3 separate regions of the Mus musculus genome follow, and regions 1 and 3 are each linked to region 2. A link is a contact called in public HiChIP or PLAC-seq data. All regions are on one chromosome and are shown on one strand. The core of a region is the stretch at or near the end of the contact, and the rest is flanking DNA. Distances in the headings are between cores, read along the strand shown.

Region 1 (4,294 bases), core at 613-3,112, 430 kb before region 2:
TGTATGATACTTCCATCTGGATACCTGTGCTTTCATGCTCCTTGACATGTCCTCCCTGACTGTTGGATTGTATGCGTGTGATGCGTGTATGGCGTGTGTGTGTGTGTGTGTGTGTAAGGGGGTGTGAAATGGAGTCTCTCAAATTAGTCAGCTTTTGGCTCTGTGGGCTTTGTTCTTTGTCGGCCATAGCTTCAGGGTTTTTTCCCTCTCTGTTTCATGCTGCCTTCCCTTGCAGCACACACACATTGGACCCTTTGATGCTGTCCCTTGGCTGCAGGCAGGCTCAGCTCATTTCCTTGTCTTCTCTGTTGCTGGGTCAGGTGCTCGCTGACCTTTTGGTGTTCACTGAGTCTGCTGTGTTGCCCTGTTCTGCTGCCAAGCCTCTCCAGTGAGCTTTTTATTCTCCATTCTACAAGTTCTGTTTGATTTCCCTTTATCTTCTTCTCCCCCTGAGACTTTTAAGTTTTTCCTTCTGGACCACCCTGCTTTGCTTCCTGGAGTAGTTTTTACTAATCGCCATTCAGAACCCTCTGTCAGCTGATTCCAGTCGTGGTGCCCTTTCAGGTGGCCTGAGCACTCTCACTCCTAAGGACTTGCCTGGTTCTTTGTGTGCTGGATAATTTTGGATTAACCCTGGGTGTTCCCTGTGTCAATTTCTAAGACTCTGAGTGAGTCGTGTTTAAGACTCTCAGGGAGTGTTGGTATCTTGGCTTCAGCAGACATTAGGCCAGCATATCACCTTTCTCACTTTGAGGCCATTATTAAATAAAATAAAAGCTATTGAGACACAAGACTGGGTCCTGGCACAGTGGATCTGATAACCAACATGGCTATCAAGTGCCGTCGAATGGGTAGCAGAGACAGTATGTTTATGTTGGATCTCTCAAGCAGATGGAAGAGTATGTCAAACAGGAATTTTACTCCTGACATTTCAGGTTCATGTTTTCAGACTGCGGTTGACTGAGGGCAACAAGGACAGCACAGATAAAGGGAGGCCTCTGAGCTGTCCTCTCCTCTGCTGTCCTTCAGCCCCACAGTCAGGGCCTTAGCAGGCTTCCGTGTGCTTTCCTGTCTTTGCGTTTACTTGCTTGTCCCAGTAGACCTAGAGGGGAAACAGTGGGCTTTCCACCCAGTTAGACTTTTCTTTTTGTTTGTTTGGTTTTTTTTTTTTTTTTTTTTTTTTGAGACAGGGTTTCTCTGTATAGCTCTGGCTGTCCTGGACCTCACTCTGTAGATCAGGCTGGCCTCGAACTCAGAAATCCACCTGCCTCTACCTCCTGAGAGCTGGGATTAAAGGCATGTGCCACCACGCCCAGGCCATTTAGACTTTTCTAACTGAAAGGGGGCTTTCCTCCCTCAGGGATGAGGGACCTGGACACAGGCTGTCTATGAGGAATGGCCTGGGGACTGGACCACTGGAGAGAAGAAGATAGAGACAAGGCGGCAGGGACACCTTGGGGATCTGGCTCTCGGTCTGGAAAGCAAGTCACCTTACTTCTTCCCCAAGCCAGGACTGGGTGGCTAGACCCATCTCTCCCTCATGCTTCTTCCAGGTATTGCACTATATTTAGTCCAGGATGAGGACAGCAGGGGCAGAAATGACAGCCTCCTGCCACTCTGGTGGTAGTCACATATTGATCTCTTCTCTCACCTATCGGCCAGCATTAGATTTTCAGAGGTACCAGTCTGCATTCTCTGCGGTTATCAGAGCCACATTTGTGGTGAGGCAGGTGACCAGGCACTTGCCCAGATGGACAGGGATCCTAGAAGCCCCAGCCTCACGGCGTGGAGCAGAGAACCCGGGCTGAATAAAGAAAAGGGATGTCATTGCATGTCTGGCCAGGAACCGTGTGGCTTATGTGGGGAAAGAGGAACAGGGTAGATGGTTGGACAAAGCTAAGTGCTGTGCTGCTGCTCAGGGGCTCTCTGCAGTCCTCTGTGAGTCAGCTGGTTTTGTCTTCAGTGAGTGAGCAGCCTTCTGGGCTAAGCTAGTGAGTGACAGCAAAGGAGTCCTAAACCCCGTGGCACCAATGAGATACGATGGCAGATCTCATGTGAGGGTCCAAGTCAAGCACGGGCACACAGAAATACTGTGTACAGTTAGTTACCTTTGGGCAGTTCATGTAAGGCACATATGGAACATGTACATATTCCAAGGCATCACATATCTCAGGTCAGCCACAGGCAGCCTACATTAGACAGTTTCAGGAGGAGATGTCGGGAAAGGCTTCTGAGAGTGGAGGCTTGAACGCAAGGTGGTGGGTGTTTGCATCCAGATGGTCACTGTGCATGTGGCCTCCTGTGCAGAGGCCAATCTAGCTCTATAAAGAAACCAGTACCTCACCATCACTGGAGAAGGTGAGGCAGGTGGTTTCCAGGCCAACGTAAGCTGCAGAGTGAGATCCTGTCTCAACAATAGCAATAATGAAAGTTCTCAGTGTGCTTGTACCTGCCTGCGCTCTTTCATCCTTTGTTTGTTTTTTACTTTTTAATTTTCAAAAAGCAAAGCTAAAGTTGGGTGTGATGATTCACATTTATATTCTCTATGAGGTAAAAGGAAAGATAGTTCCTTTGAGGTTGGCCTGAGATATGTACTGAGTAGCTAGGCCCACCTTGATTACAAAGTGAAATCTCACTTTAAAACAAAAAATAGTAGACACCCAAGAAACGACCAAAAACAAGGGCTGGGCATGTAGCTCAGTGGGTAGAATGCTTGCCCAGCAGGTTCAAAGCCCTGGGGTCAGCTCCCAGCACCACATAAACTGAGTGTGGTGGGACATATCTATATTCCCAGCATTCCAGAGGTGGAGACAGTAAGTTCAAAAGTTCAAGGTCATCCTGGGCTGCATAGTGAGCTTAAGTCTAGCCTGAGCTACATAAAACCCTATCTCAAGATGGGGGCCCGAATTTTATTGCAATAATGATTCTCACTGGATTAAAAAAAAATGCTCTGAAGGACTGTGTTCAGTCCCTTACGACACCTAGCATTAAGATGCTGCTGAGTAGTAGCTCTTGGACAGGCCGCCTCCATCACCCATTTGATCCCTACGGCAACCTACAAAGGCAGCCAGGCTTCCCAGGGGCCATAGTCCCCTTTGAGCCCTTTGAGTTCTGGTCTTGTTTTCATTGAACATAACATTTTCCTCAATGCCCTGCTGTCAGTGTTGCCCTCAGATTTCAGTGAAGTGACAGAATTAATGTAAGAATATTTACACAGCATTTTTATTGCACCCTTTGGTTGTTTTCCCATCTTTGTTGCACGTTTAGGTTATTGCCCTAAAATAGACCAAGCAGATAGGCGCGATGACATGAGGGGGTCAGAGGATACCAGTGACCTGCAGAAGGCCCCCAGGTAGAACACTGTCAGCTTGAGATTTCTGCATGTGGTGGAGCAGGCTTCCACATAGCTAGGGATTTAGCCAGAGGGAGAGGCAAACTAGGAGAGGGAGACAGGCTTGAAGGTCAGGGAGGGAGACAGGCTTGAAGATGAGGAGAGGGAGACAAGCTTGAAGATGAGGAGAGGGAGATAGAATTGAAGGTCAGGGAGGGAGACAGGCTTGAAGATCAGGGAGGGAGACAGGCTTGAATATCAGGGAGGGAGACAGGCTTGAAGATGAGGAGAGGGAGATAGACTTGAAGGTCAGGGAGGGAGACAGGCTTGAAGATCAGGGAGGGAGACAGGCTTGAAGGTCAGGGAGGGAGACAGGCTCGAAGGCCAGGGTGTACAGTACTGAAGTGGTGAAGGTTCAGAGTTGCTCAAGTACCTGCCTGAGGTTGCTTCTGAATCATGACAGCATCTCTGCCTTTGTCCCTGGCGAGCTGTGTGGGCAGCTCTGACAGAGATGACAGGTGTCCTGAGGAGGCGGAGGTGGACACTAGTGGCCTTTCCACAGAGGACATGGGGCAGTCTGCCAGGGCTTCCTGCCTCTAGGACAGTAGCTTGATCTCTCCTCCCACGGGACACAGATGTCCTCTACATGTGCGCAGCTTTATGCTTGGCCCTCCTGTGCCAGAAGACAGCACTGAACCTGAAGAGAAGGAACCATCTCTCGCTCCCATCGTGCCCTCCAGTGGGCTTTTTGGGAAGGCATACTTTTATATCCCATGGGAGGAAGCATGTCTCCACCTGGTGATGGCCTGCTCTTTTCTCCATACCAAAAGGCAGACACTGTTTATATATTTTGCCAAATTAACCCAAAAGCAAGGAAAGTCAAGCCAGTCAGCCTGACTGCATCCAACTGTCCTAGCTGTTGGTTTGTCCTGTTAAAAAACCCTGGCTGGACAGGCATGGTGC
Region 2 (4,191 bases), core at 80-2,579:
GCCACCAACCATAGCTCTCCAGCTAGCACGCCCAAACGAGTGCCCATGGGCCCCATCATCGTCCCCCCCGGGGGTCACAGTGTCCCCAGCACTCCCCCAGTGGTCACTATTGCCCCCACTAAAACCGTCAATGGAGTCTGGAGAAGCGAGAGCCGCCAGGTGAGTGGCGCCGCCCAGAGGTGTGGGCGTGGTGGGGGTAATGGGGATGGAGGCGGGGTATGTGGGGGTGTTCCTGCAGGCTGTTTTCTGTCCACAGCTCTGTTGAGAACTTGAGTTGGGGGCGAGGTTGACCTCTCACCCTGGTCCTCAGACTCTTCTGCTAGGTGAGCTTGATACGCACCCGGTACTGGAAGATGCTAGGATTAAGGCAACCCTTACATCAGACTTGTGACAGAGTACCACAAATTCATCGTTGCTTGCTTTAGGAGGCCAGAGCCTCCCTAAGCCTGGGGAGGGAGGGGGTCGCCAAGGCCCTGCCCCTTTACACAGTGGTGTCTTATTGTGTCCTCTGGTGGCCTGGACGGCAATCACTTCTTTAGGGGTCTACATACCCAGAGGCACCAGGTTGAGACAGACAACAACCATAGAGTGCCTTGGATCTTTGGCTAGACAATAGCTGTGACTGCTTTGGAGGAGTAGGGGCGGGACTGTAGGCTAACTCTGATGGTCCCTGATGCCAGCCAGCACCGGGGTCCTTGTGTCTGCAGTCTCTAGCTGGCCATAACCTAACTGCAGTGGAGGAGCCAGCCCCAGAGCTTCCCCTGTACTGCTGGGCCTCCCGGCGGCCTGGCAGCCTGGCGCCTAGAGGGGGCCTTGCTAATTAAGAACCGCTGTCAGCTGTGGCTTTCCCGGGATTCTCCAGCCCCATTCCCAGAGGGTTTGTACTGCTAGGAAGTACTAATTAAACCACAGAGATGGAGGGGGAGGGGAAGGAGAGCACCTCTCCCCGCTGGGGCAGGGCAGGATAGGCAAGAGTGTGAGTTTCATCTGCCCTTCAGGTCTGATTGGTGTCCCCAGTAAAGTGCTTGGAGCATCCATCAGGCTCCTGACTGAAGCGTGGGGGCCAGCCTTGGCCCATTCCTCCTGTGGCTGAAGTCACACTTAACCCTGGGAAACCTGTCTGAGCGATCCTGTCATCGAATCTCAGCTCAGAGCAGCCTAGACCCACCCTGTCCTGGCTTAAGAGAAGTCAGAGAAGTTGCCACCGCCAACCATCTCCTGTCTGTGGACTCCTGCCAGAGCGCAGCTTTGACCTCAGACAATGAGTCAGCTGATAAAAACCCCCATAGAGCTTCCCTTCCCTGGGTAACCAGCTTGCCTGGTGACTGGCTTTGCTCCTGAGAGAGAAGCTGGTGGGAGGGTCACTTCCTGTTCCTGCCTTGGGCCCCGGAGCTTCTGCTGACTGGAGCCCCTGGCCCAGGTCCAAGACACTTCATGTATTGTCCCCTTGGAGAACTAGGAGGTTCCAAGTGCCTCTGCCTCGTGACTCCTCTGCCCGGAGCCTGTCACTATCCTCAGAGGATCCTTACTGCCTCAGAAACATTTAGTAACCCGGAGAAGGGCTCTGATGGCTCTGCTCCAGCAGTTCACGCTGTGGTTAACAAGACCTGCTCGCCACCAGGGAGACCGCCACCGCCACCGCCACCGCCACCGCCAAGCACACACACAGTGGATGATGCTCAGAGCTCAGCAGAGAGTTTAATCCTTTCCAGGAGGGCGGGGGATGCGCTCTCCCTGTAGTGTGGCCATGAGTCACTAGGGGCCTCTGGAGGCAACATCCACTGGTTGGAAGTCAAGGGGGTGTGTGGCTCCAGGGTGACCAGGCAGTGGAAGCCGCGTGAGAGATGAATGAAGAACAGTCTGGAAACTAACGGGCTCATCCCACTTGACCAGCTGTGGAGACCTCACTCTAATCACTGGAGAATGAGAGTTCTCTCCTTCCCAGCCGCTGCCTTTCATGGATGCAGCTGTGTCTTGGAGCAGCTCTGCAGACATATCTTGTCTGCCACAGCTGCTGCCAGGAGGGTGCCCTGGGGCAGCCACCATGCCGGGGCTTTTTCTGTCCTTGTCACCCAGGCAGCACCCTGCCCCACAGATGGCCTGGTTAGCCAGGTTCTAGTCAGAGAGGCCACAGGCCTGAGGAGGGCAGCAGTGTGCAAACCCCCCTTCCCCCCACCCCCCCAATTGGCCTGATGACCATTTTTTCTTTTCTCTTTTTTTTCTCTTTTTTCATCTTTGGGGCTATTTTTTGTTTTTTGTTTTTTGGTTTTTGGTTTTTTTTTTTTTTGGAGACAGGATTTCTCTGTGTAGCCTGGCTGTCCTAGAACTCACTCTGTAGTGCTGGGATTAAAGGCATGTGCCACCACTGCCCAGCCTGATGGCCATTTTTCTAGTCTCCTTGTTTGTCCTGGTGTGAGTGGGATATGTGCCCCCACCCCACCCGCACCCTGCCATACACACCTATACGGTACTGTGTGAATGTTTCTCCTGAGGAGGGCAGGTCAGAGGTCATGAACCCATGAGGACCCCACAAGGGAACAGAGACAGCCTGCTGCTGCACCCAGGGAAGGAAACAGATGTTGCTGCTCATTAAAAATTCAATCAGCAGCCTGTCTCCCTCAATTAATCGTGGCTGGCTGTCTGTGGGGAGCAGGAGGGCTTGTGGTAGACTCTGTGAGAATGGAGGCGGGGAGGTACGGTGCTAAGCTGTCCTCACTCTGCACACACAGGGTTAAGTGGTGGTACAGCCACGACCCCTCCCCTCGGGGCTTACATATGCTCTGGTGATGCTAGCTGCTGACCCTGGGGATAACCACAAGGAGCCGGTAGAATGGCTGGCAGGCCTGTATCCAGAGACAATCAGTGTTACTATGCTGGCTACCATGAGCCTTTCAGTCACACCATGGGTTCAGCCATATCATCCAGAGGACCTCGTGTCCCTAGTGAGTGCCACTGTCTGCCTTGTGTTGGGCTTCTCCTGCAGTAGTGAGGGAAGGGCCTCAAAGTTGTACCAGGAGGCTCCTGGCCCTCAGTCTCCCCTCTGCTCCGTGGCTCCCTGACTTTGCCTCTCTGCCTTGCCCTGAGGATTCCTCCCTAGTCACAGGTGACAGGCATGCAGGGCTGTTGGGTCTGGTTTCTCCAGGCTGTGTGGTGCTGCTGTGACTGTTTATACAGAAAATCAGTCCGTGAGGCGGGGTCTCCCCAGCCCAGCCCAGCCCAGCCCAACTCAACTGCCGCCTCTCACTTCCTGCCTGAAGGGAGCCTCTCCTGGGGTCTCAAAGCCTAAATATGTGCAAGGGTCCCCCACGTAGGTCCATATCAGCTGCCAGCAGTGTCCACATAGCTACGGGCACTGCTGGAATCTAGGGAGCAGCTCTGTCCTGAGGTGCAGGTCCCCAGGGTGTGTGTGTGTCCTGACTCTATGACCACCCTGTTTTGCCTATAGGAGGTGGGAGTTCCTACCCTGCAGATGCCCTCACATGCCTCATCTTGGGATTCAGCAGTCTGGTGTCTAAGGCTTCCCTGACATTGTTGAGTTCCTTCTAGAGCTGAGCCAGACCCTGTAGACCTTGGTCCAGACCTGCTCATAGGAGGCTTTCTCCCTAAATACCCCTTTTATGCTTTCTTTGATTAAAAAAAAAAATTAGGGGGAGGATGTTTCTAGAATATGGCTCCCCAAAACCTAACTCTTCTTCCCGCAGGACTCTGGCTCACGAGGCAGCAGCAGTGGTCGGGAGCGCCTATTGGTGGAGCCACCTCTCGCCCAGGAAAAGGCTGCGGGCCCCGCCATCCCCTCCCACCTACTCAGCACCCCGTACCCCTTTGGCCTTTCCCCCGGCTCAGTTGTACAGGACTCCCGCTTCCAACCACTCAAGTAAGTGCCAGCCTGGGGTCAGGGAAGGCACAGGGGTGGCTCCAGACAGACCTGAGAGTTTGCACTGGCAGAGGTAGATAGAATGCCATTAGTCTCAGTGGCCTGATCTGCCCTGAGGTCCTTGGCCCCATCTGACCTTGTGGTCCAGCCTTTGTTGAGACAGACTTATCAGGTGTCCTAAACACATTTAAGCCCATCCTCTGGGTCTGGGGAACAGAGAGCCCCTCCAGCATCTCTATCCACTCGTGGGGACCTTGAGGGACAGGCAGCTTCCCATCTGTGCAGTCTGGGCTTCATGCCAGGCTGTACCTCACTGA
Region 3 (4,264 bases), core at 373-2,872, 460 kb before region 2:
GCAAAGCCACAGAGTTCTAATTTGTTTGTTTGTTGTTGTTGTTTTGAGACATGGTTTCTCTGTGTTGCCCTCACTGTCCTGGAACTCACTCTGTAGAACAGGCTGGCCTTGAACTCAGAAATCCTCCTGTCTCTGCCTCCCAAATGCTGGGATTAAAGGTGTGCACCCATTACATCCAGCTTAGAGTTTTATTTTTAAGTATATCAACCGACCAAGCGCCCAGACACTCAAGAGTCAAGTGCTGTTGAACAAATTCTGAGTGAAATTATCTCTTCACTTTTTCCCACTCTCAGCCCAGAAGCCAGTAACTCCTTACCAGTAACTCCACAGAGTACACAACACAGTTTCAACACCCCCAACCTGTCTATTTTGTGCAACGTTCAAAAAATGAAATTAACACTCCCATTAGCCCATTTTGTAAAATACCTCCAAGAACCTTTCTCTTTAACCACTTCTGCAGGGGCAAGTATCACAAGGTATCTTTTTTTGTTGTTGTTTCTAAATGTAGCATGAATTAAGTGAAAGTTATAAACAACTTTGGAAAGATCAGAGTGGTGTGCTGGGCAGATTTACCAAGAAATATAAATGACCTCTCTCCCAAGGCAGTAAAATAAACACAAGTGTACTCCCTCACTAAGGGGACTGATTGCAAAGCAGACTGTAGCTTGGATTTGGACAGCGCCACACACACCAGTGAAAGCCGCTACAGTGCAGACTGCTGCAACTATGACTACTCCAATTTAATTGCCACAATAAACTGGCTGTTCACGAGCTAATAAAATGTGCCTATTTAATAGCTAGAAGGGACTTAGTTCTAGAAATAATGACAGCTCAATAGAGTTGAACCTTATTGCCCTGAAAGCTGACCCGATTATCCCAGATGCCCTTCCGGGTAACTACCCTCCTAACACCATGGCCAGGGGCAGGGGGGAAGAGAAGGGAGACCGGCAAAGAACAGAAGAGTCCCGCTAAAGAGAGACAACAGAGGCCTTGGGAAGACAGACCTGCGACGAAGCATGACCATAAAAAAACTTGACAGCTCGCAGACCGGTGACAGCACTTTATGACAGCCACCCTGACGTTAGCTCTGGAGCGCCCAAGGTCAGGCAAAAGGCTGCAGGTGCAAATGGGGCTCGATCCTGCGGGGTCCGCAGAGGAGACTGGAGAGCCCCCGAGGGGACCGCAGCGCGGAGGCGGCGGGGAGCCGCCCGGGGTCGCGGCCGCCGCTCTCCCCGCACTCACCCGAGGCCCGGGCGGGGTCGCCCAGTGCTGAGGCTCCTGGTGGCCGGCGGCTGCAACGGCGCGGGCGGCGACGCATCATGCGGCAGCGCTCATGGCCGGGCCGGGTGGACCCGGATCCGGCTCGGTTCCGCGCTGCTCGGGCCGGCCGGGCCGGTGGGCGAGAGGCAGCAGCCCCAGCAGAAGCGGGAGCCCGACGCCGAACTGGCACAGCCGAGCCGAACGACCCCGGAACTGGACCAGGCCGAGGTCAAGACGCTGCGCCTGCGTCCTTCCGGTCGCGCCGCCCGGGGCTTCCGGGAGGCGGATCGCGGGGAGGCTCTGGCGATTTCATCCAAGACCGGGCTTCCAAGAACTCGGCGGTTCTTGGAGGAGAGGCAGCAGCATCTACGGCAAGACTACTAAACGGAGATCCCCCGGGAAGGGTGGCCCGGAAGAGAAATCAGTGCCTACGGGGCGCCGCGAGGGCCACGCCGCGTTGCCGTTCGAGAGCACTCGATAAGGCTTCCCGCCGCACCATACATAGATGAAGTTTGTGGCGACTCCGATTCTCTTTTTAAGGATGTCGGTGCCAGGTGGAGGAGGGAGAACTACGGAGATGAAGGATAGAGGCGCGGGGGTGGAAGCAACTGAGCCAGAGGGCGTTTGGGAGCCCGAGGCAGCGCCCTGGACCGGAGATGGGACTCCTGGGTCCAGGCTTGCACACCTCCATGCCCAGGTCGCTGGAGCGTCGCTGCGACCCCTTCCTGATGACCGGCCAGAGTTTTGCGGAGGTAGAAACGAGTGTTTTTATAACCTTCACCCGTCCCCTGCCTCTTGAGTCCCCTGACAGACTTAGCACAATTTGTCCAGGGCAGAGAAGTGTTTGGTAGTTAAACTGGCAAACGCAAGGTGTGCTGTGATACTAAAAAGGGCTATAATGACAGCTCCGGGATCTAGCCCATTGGGGTACGCACGCCATCTTCGCTGGGTTTCCTGTCCCCGCGCCCAGAAACTGCTATTCGAGCCAGATTTTTGGAAATAAGGGTGCATTAGATTAACTGCTCCAAAATTACAGCTTTTAAGTTTAGGCATGGAAGTGCACGCCTAAGTCCCAGCACTCAGGAGGCTGAGGCAGGAGGATTCGGAGTTCGAGACCACTCTAGACTATATAGTAATGCCATCTTGAAAAAAAAAAAAGCATCTTTTGGGTTTGAAAAATTATGGTTACATCTTTTTAATCTTATTTAATTCTTTCTTTAATTCTTATGTCTGTGGGTGTTCTGCCCGCATATATATATCTGTGTACCACGTGCATGCTCGAGGAGGGCATTTAGATACCCTGGAACTGGCGTAAGCAGTTTTGAGTTGGCTTATGGGTGCTAAGAAACCAAACCTAGGTTTTCTGGAAGGACCACCTCTAAGCAGACTCGCAGGCTCTGTAGCCCCTTTTGTGGTTACGTCTTGTGCATCCATATACTCACTATGGTACCAACCTTTCAGGTGCCTCTTGTTTGGCCTGCCCTAGGTAGCTATTTCCTCAGGATGGAAAGCGGGGCTCAGGACACCCATAAGACCCGGGAGGTCTTGTGGATCATGTAAGGAGTACACTGTTGCTGGTTAGAGGAGACTTTCTGGAGCCTTGCAGGCTGTGTCATGAGCATGTTTTCCCATGCTAGGGTGGACTTCTCAGTGTTGGCAATGCCTCAGTTACCCATACACCTCTAAATAGCCATGCACTTGTAGGTAACCCCGATGAGCTTAGCAGTTCACTGAGGCGGACCTGAATGGAATTGAGGCAGAATAGAAAGACAGGGACTTCAAGGACCCTGGGAACAGAAAAAAGCCCTCACCCTGACCTTTCTTGCTCGCTGAGAGTTAAGAAACCAGCAAGATTGATAAAGGCAGTATTGCCTCCAGAGACAGTGTGTTTTCCTCAAGACAACACAAACAGGATGTTAAAAACAGGAAATAAATTGTGCACACTCACGGTCAGATTGTTTGTGCGGATCTAGCTTAGCTAAATAATAAAAGCACCTTACTCAGCAAGAGACCCTGTCTTGAAAAATCCCCCATCCCTTGAGGACCTCTGGCCTTGGAGTACCCAGGCAGACATACAAATGCACACACACACACATACACACACACACAAGAATAAAATATAAGCTTGACTTGGAGATGGCTGGAGAGGTGGCTCTGTAATTAATAGCACTTGCTGCTTTTGCAGAGGACCCATGTATGGTTCCCAATACTCACACAATAGCTCACAACTATCTGAGCTACAGTTCCAGGGGACATGATGCCCTCCTCTGACCTTGGAGGCGCATGCTGCACATTCATACATACATACATACATACATGTGTGCAAAACACTCATATACATAAAATTAAAAAAATTTTTTTAAGTTACCAGCTCATGTATTTTACTTAACATTAACTTATGTAATTAGTTATTTTGAGGCAGGATCTCATATAGCCCGGGTTAGCCTCAGACTTACCATGAAGCCTGGGGTTCCATCCCCTGTACTGAATAACCTTGGTAGTGGTCATGATAACTCATGCTTGTAGTTTCAACGCTTGGAAAGTGAAGGTGGGAAGATCAGAAGTTCAAGGCCATCCTCCTTTACAAAATGTTAAGCTTTGATTACTCTTGAAAGCTTATAAACTGCATCTTTTGAAGAATGTGACTTAACAGGCTGTAGGTTGCTATGTGCGGCCATTGTGAAGACAGCTAAGTACGACTTCCTGGAAAAAGCCCACACACCCATCATGAGACTGTATTATCCTTCTCCTCTGTGACTGTCTCCATACTTAATAAAGTCACTAGCTTTGCTTCTGTTCGGTTCATCCTGAATTCCTTCCTACAGCCAAGTCTACGATCCTTCTGTTGAGATCCCGGAGCAGGAAGGGAATTCCTCAGGCTGCTGCCAGCTGTTGGGCTGTATCCCACAACCGCTCACACGAAACGATGTCTTTGGTCTTTCGTTGGTGTGCTATCTAGAGTGGGCAGATACTTGTTCATGTCTCTCCAAGAAAAGCCATGCCA

The links. HiChIP or PLAC-seq counts read pairs in DNA pulled down with a chosen protein or histone mark.
Region 1: an H3K4me3 HiChIP or PLAC-seq map of bone marrow-derived macrophages shows a contact between it and region 2, with 5 times the contacts expected there. The contact joins two enhancer-like sites. A contact is called at or near these places in 1 of 115 datasets of contacts at active chromatin or transcription factors (bone marrow-derived macrophages) and 1 of 9 other capture datasets (liver).
Region 3: an H3K4me3 HiChIP or PLAC-seq map of bone marrow-derived macrophages shows a contact between it and region 2, with 5 times the contacts expected there. The contact joins the promoter of Zdhhc7 here to the enhancer-like site in region 2. A contact is called at or near these places in 2 of 115 datasets of contacts at active chromatin or transcription factors (bone marrow-derived macrophages and embryonic stem cells) and 1 of 9 other capture datasets (liver).

What each region holds. Positions count from the first base shown.
Region 1 is chr8:120,129,464-120,133,757 of GRCm38.p6, forward strand. All of the region lies in intron 1 of 6430548M08Rik (RIKEN cDNA 6430548M08 gene), which reads left to right. Among named protein-coding and RNA genes, the nearest start is that of 6430548M08Rik, 17 kb to the left of the region's middle. Within about 2 kb of position 1,863, at least 27 of the 459 cell types and tissues checked have an H3K27ac peak or open chromatin away from gene starts, as enhancers often do. A contact at or near this core is called in bone marrow-derived macrophages, where this site is marked.
Region 2 is chr8:120,562,667-120,566,857 of GRCm38.p6, forward strand. Gse1 (genetic suppressor element 1, coiled-coil protein) reads left to right here. Exons shown (of 16, transcript NM_001145896.1): 3 at 1-159; 4 at 3,702-3,874. Among named protein-coding and RNA genes, the nearest start is that of Gins2, 24 kb to the right of the region's middle. Within about 2 kb of position 1,330, at least 276 of the 459 cell types and tissues checked have an H3K27ac peak or open chromatin away from gene starts, as enhancers often do. A contact at or near this core is called in bone marrow-derived macrophages and liver, where this site is marked.
Region 3 is chr8:120,099,850-120,104,113 of GRCm38.p6, forward strand. Zdhhc7 (zinc finger, DHHC domain containing 7) reads right to left here and starts at 1,623. Exons shown (of 8, transcript NM_133967.3): 1 at 1,243-1,623.